Regions from separate parts of the Pan troglodytes genome. Here region 2 is linked to region 1. Evidence: chromatin contacts called from public Hi-C data. All regions are on one chromosome and are shown on one strand. Each heading gives the region's core, a stretch centred on a gene start, on an enhancer-like site or on the middle of the called end of the contact. The rest is flanking DNA. Distances are from core to core; before and after follow the strand shown. Region 1 holds the start of ETV6 (ETS variant transcription factor 6). Region 2 overlaps ETV6 (ETS variant transcription factor 6).

Region 1 (2,700 bases), core at 21-2,520:
ATACATATTTATACCATATTTAATATATTACTCTATTAAGAAATTATAACAAATTTCCTTTTACATTACACATCCACATATTAAACCCCCAATATGTGCTAACAAGGTTAGAATTTAAGTATAATGATAATGTTCTCAGTTTTTTGTGGTGGACACTTTAAGAGAGTGTAAATAATAATAAAAATAATAGAGTGATCAGATCACTTGTGCTCAGGGCTAGACCCTTCAGCCCCAACGGCCTTAACCCCCCTCAACTGCTTTTCCAACCAAATATTCCTCCCCCTGCAGGATCCCAGGGCCATCTAATCAACCGGCCAATGACGGTTTCAGAGAAGCGGTCCTGGGGAGGGGTATTATCTGCAGGAACACGTCCTGCCAACTTTGTAGTCGAGTCACCTATTTCGGTTGGTAGCGGCCGCTATTTCTTTAAAAGGGCAGTGGATTTCGAAACAGGAGGGGGAGGTCAGGAAAAGGAACTCAGCTGCCTTTGATAACTGCCCTGCAGCCTTCCCTTCCCGGAGCGCGTGCTCGGCTCGGGAAGCGCCCGCGGCCGCCGCATCCCCGAGCGGGCGCGTGGCGCCACCTCTTTCCGGGGCGCCCACCTTCCCCGGGAATCCCCCCGCCCGACGGTCCCCCAGCGTCTGCGGCGCGGCCGCCCCGGCTTTGTCTCCGGCGTCGCGCTCGGGCGCCCGCTCTCCCCACATTTCCCCGTGTGCAGGCTGTAACCCGATCTCCCATTTCCTGGTGGATTCTCTTAAAGAGGCAGCGGTCGAGAAGCAGAACAAAGGCTATTGTTTTATTTCCTCCTTCGGATTCCGCGTCCTAACCGGAATGGCCCTTCATAGATAATTACTTTCGTTGCATCTGCGCTTAGTGAAACGTTTCAAAACCCTTGTGCACATCGATGTATCCAAGAGTCGGAGCCAGGGGAGGTGGGAGGAGTTTAATAAAACCTGTTTTGTGGTGTCTGGGGCCACAGTGTAACGTTTTTTAAAGGTGTCTTCCTTAAGCCCGGAAATTGGCTCGGCCAGCGGGAGGTCTCGCGGCGTGGAGGGCGGGCGCCCGCACCGGGGGCCGGCCTGGGGGGCTGCGCCGCTCGCCCCGCTCGCCGCCGCGGCCCCACGCGGCCCCGCTACCCGGGTTTCCTCCGCCCGCGCCCCCGCGGCCGCCCCTCCCCCGCGCAGCTTTTATTTCCCTGATGCCGGGCTGTAACCCGAGCTTTTATTTCCTGGTGGCTCCTTTAAGAGGCAGAGCTCAGTGCTGGGAATTCACGTCAGTTTCTGCACTGAAACTCTCAAGATCAATGAGCAAAGCGCTTTCTCAGTTCTGCCTTTCAGTTTCTCTCTTCCAGGAAGGAAAACATTCGAGAGAGCGAGGGAGAGCCGCGGGAGGGCGGGGGGCGGGGGCGCCGGCTGCGGGTGGGAGGAGAGACCGGGAGGCCGGCCGGGCTGCGTCCCGGGTCCCCGCGCCGCGACCTGCAGACCCCGCCGCCGCGCTCGGGCCCGGCTCCCACGCCCCCGCCGCCCCGCGCGCCCAACTCCGCCGGCCGCCCCGCCCCGCGCGCTCCAGACCCCCGGGGCGGCTGCCGGGAGAGATGCTGGAAGAAACTTCTTAAATGACCGCGTCTGGCTGGCCGTGGAGCCTTTCTGGGTTGGGGAGAGGAAAGGAAAGTGGAAAAAACCTGAGAACTTCCTGATCTCTCTCGCTGTGAGACATGTCTGAGACTCCTGCTCAGTGTAGCATTAAGGTAAAAATCTTCTCCCCTCCTTCTACGTGGTGGAAACCCTGAGCTGCACCGGCCAGGGCAGTCGTGCTGGGCTCCTCAGAGCGGGCTGTTGCAGTTGCTCTGTTCGCAGGAAATTATTTGGGGCGCGAGGGAAGGAGATGCAGCTCGCGGCGGCTGCTGTACCCTTTAGGGTAACCTTGCTACTCCCCCCTCGCCGAGCCCCTGCCGGCTCCTCGGCCCCCACCCCCTTGCTTTTTGACAATGAAATGCCGGTCACAATTGGTCAGAGCAACCCGGATTGTCTCCAGAACCGTAAAACACCCCCGTAATTAGTGCGCTTAAAAAAAAAAAAAAAAAAAAAAAAAAAAAAACCTGCTCCCTATTCCTACACCCAACATGTGACTGAAATATAACTTTTGTTCCCGAGGGGTGGTCGTCTTAGAAAAAAAGTTCTTCAGTTTCCACTGCGATAGAATCTTTTTATTCTTTTAAAGGACTCTCTGGGTCTGATCAGACAGGATTTTTTTCCCCCTCGTCTGATTGTAATTGCAAGCGCTGTCGGAGAGACAGTCCTGGTGTCAGCTTTTCCTAGGCATTGCACAATGAATTTTTTTTTAAAACCAAGGTGAATAAAGTTGCTGAATAGTTATTTTACTCCGATCCATATGAAAGTTGAGCAATCCCAAAGTAGAAAACTCCTGTGATGGAGGGAGAGGAAGAACTAAGCAACCAGGCAAAATGACCTTCTGTGTTTGACAGTGCAGAGAGGCTATCTAAGCAGCACTCTGTAAATGCAGGGCGGTAGATGTTTGTAAACACACTGCTGGGCTACCCAGTAGTTGTGTGTATGCATGTCTATATATCTGTAAAGACTGTGGTGCTGCGGTTTGTTGCTTCTAAAAAGTTGTTGTAAAGTTTGCCACCATTGGGAGGCAGGATGATTTATCCATCTACCCGTGTTATTTTTCCCATCG
Region 2 (2,700 bases), core at 115-2,614, 230 kb after region 1:
TTCTTGATTTGGTTTTATTGACTGGATGAATTATATATACAAAGATTCAATTCGGGAAGCCTCTGAAGTAAGATGAAGAAAAAAGTATGAAACTCCAGAGAAAGCAGTTTGAGGCTTGTCCTCAGGGTCTTCAAGGACTGGGAGAAGTCACTGTATTCCGGCATCTTGCTTCTGTCTCCACTTCCTCCCACAGTGTTTAATGCTGCTGTGAATTTGTTTCAAAGGAAGCCTATAGACTTTTTTTTTTTTTTTTTGTACATGAGCCTCAGGAGCAGCCTTGACAGCTAAAAGACCTCGTAAAAGAGAAGCGTGAAGGGATTGCATGAAAGTGCTGGGGGCAAGTCTCAGCCCTCGGCCTTTGTTGGAAGGTGTGGGGTGTGCAGACACATGTGCACCTTCGCACACATGCATCTGTGCATAAATATCTGTGTTTGCAGGAAAGAAAAGATAGGGTTGTGGGATGTCCCCAGAAGCCACAGGGATTCCAGTGTTTTAGTACCAGGTGAAAGAGCCGCTTCCTCCCACACTGTCTCAGGGGGATGCCCTTCTGTAGACCTCTGTAGCCCAGTACCCTCAAGAGCTCCTGGAGACAGATGGCCCCGAACAGTCCTAGGGAAGCAGTGTGGGCCTGTGGCAAAAGCTTGGATGGCGAAGTCACCATGACTGGAATCCGGTTCTTGACTCCCAAGCAGGTGCATAATGTCCCTGAGCCCTTCTTTCCTTATCTGTAATATTGAGAATAGTAATACCCATTTCTGGGCCCTTTTGACTGTTAATGAGACAACATGTGAATGCATGGCACAAGAAAGTTAATTGCTACGTGTCACTGTCCCCCCCTGCCTCACTGCTGAGCTGCCATCCTGCCCATCTGAGAGGGACTGTGTGGGAGCTGTGGGTACAGCCAGCACGACTGCCTGCAGAGCCACGCAGGGCACTGACAGGGAAGGCCTGTGTGGGGTGCCCTTCAAGGCCACCTCTGTTTTCTTATTTCCTTGGAGATTTACTTTTGTGCTCCTGCTTCCCCTCCCTGAAGCTTTGCCTGCTGTCCATATTTGGAGGGGATGAATAAGATGAGCACTGGGGAGGGGAGGAGCCACCACTCCAGCAGGAATATTCCCAGCGGCTGAGTCACTGCACTTTATTATTTTCAGTGTGAACAACTGAGAAATCAAAGAGCCCTAAAAGAGAAGGAAGTTTCAGGACAATGTTTTTAAAAGATAAAAAACATCAACAGCATGGTGTCTGAATGGACAATAATAGAAGGGGCTTGAGGAGACTGGAAATTCCAGTTTGCGTAAGGGCGCACAGTGCTGTAATACAGAGTCCTACCTCCCTGCAGTCCCTGGATGTGAATTCCCAGGCTGCACCCACACCTGAGCAAAGCGGAGGCTGGGCCTTATTAGGTTCTAACTGCGGGCTGGATCTCAGCTGCAGGGTGTGAGTTTCGCATACCGGTGTTTCCCAGCCTTCTCCACACCTTATGTAATCACAGGTGAAAAGGTCCAGCCTCATTTGCAGCTGTGGTTCTTCTGCCCCAGGAAGCCAGGAAGCCAGGAAGCCAGGAAGCGTAGATTTTTGTATTATTTGCCTCCACTTCTCCCTCCCCCAGCGTGCCACCGTGCACATATGTTTTCTGTTTTCCTAAGCCACGGCAAAGCACAAGCAACTGCCCATTGTAAACACACCTCTGCGTATCAACACACACCTGGCTGCACTGGATTGACCAACTTTCTGCTTCTAGGTAATGGCTGATCTAGAATAGAGGAGGAGGAGGGGGAAAAAAAAAAAAAACAAGCAGCAGATGGCCCCCTGAATGTTGTAAACCGTGTTTCTCTAAGCAGGGTTTCTCAACACTATTGATATTTGGGCCACATAATAATTTGTGGGGTTGCTTAGTATATTGTAAGAGATTGAGCAGCATCACTGGCCTCTACCCACTAGATGCTAGGAGCACCCTGCACCCCAGTGTGACAACCAGAAATGCCTCCAGATATTGCCACATGCCCCCAGTTCAGAACCATATTTGTAAAGCTTAGTAGCAACTTTTTATTTCATATGCTACTTTGCGTGTTTTGTTGCTGAACTGGAAATATATTAATTTTTAGGTAATAAATTTCAAAAAATGTAACAGGGACACTCAGCCTCTCTTCTGGTAATTATGCCCATGGCACTGTCATTTGCAGGCCTTCTTTAAAATTCCACTTGGGCAGTTAAAACAACATAAAATGACTTTCTTAGAAGCTTTCCTGAAATTTAAATTAACCACAATAATTAAACATTCCCTATGTCAATAATTTGACTTTCCTGCTCAAAGTTTTTTAAGGCATCAGTTTTGTCTAGCGTGGTTTTTTTCTTTAGAAACCATGTTGGTTATGTGTGAATTGCCCATCTTTTTACAATCTCTGCTCAATAAGTTTATACAATGAGTCTCTGGTAAGAGACAGACGTGGGAGTGAAAATATTTCTCCTTAACCACAGGAAGGGATTTTTTACAATGCCTTTAGCGGCGGATACCGAGGGTACCTCACCCAGCAGGAAGGAGAGGGAACTGGGCTAAACACTTTCATAAACTACTTCTCATGGAAAAGAAAATCCAAATAGTGGAAATTTCTTTAAAATATCCGTGTGCCTTGAGATAGAAGAAAGCCCTTTCGTTTAAGAAAAATGCACTTAAAATTAATGAATACCTTGTGATCCAAA

What was found. Hi-C and Micro-C count contacts between places; a contact is called where the count stands out from the background.
Region 2: a contact with region 1 is called in a Hi-C map of stem cell-derived neural progenitor cells, with 2.4 times the contacts expected there. The contact joins the enhancer-like site here to the promoter of ETV6 in region 1. A contact is called at or near these places in 1 of 7 Hi-C or Micro-C datasets (stem cell-derived neural progenitor cells) and 1 of 1 datasets of contacts at active chromatin or transcription factors (stem cell-derived excitatory neurons).

What each region holds. Positions count from the first base shown.
Region 1 is chr10:18,799,229-18,801,928 of NHGRI_mPanTro3-v2.0_pri, forward strand. ETV6 (ETS variant transcription factor 6) reads left to right here and starts at 1,271. Exons shown (of 6, transcript XM_054664080.2): 1 at 1,271-1,747. The coding sequence starts at 1,715.
Region 2 is chr10:19,027,292-19,029,991 of NHGRI_mPanTro3-v2.0_pri, forward strand. All of the region lies in intron 5 of ETV6 (ETS variant transcription factor 6), which reads left to right. Among named protein-coding and RNA genes, the nearest start is that of BCL2L14, 170 kb to the right of the region's middle. Within about 2 kb of position 1,365, at least 12 of the 24 cell types and tissues checked have an H3K27ac peak or open chromatin away from gene starts, as enhancers often do. A contact at or near this core is called in stem cell-derived neural progenitor cells, where this site is marked.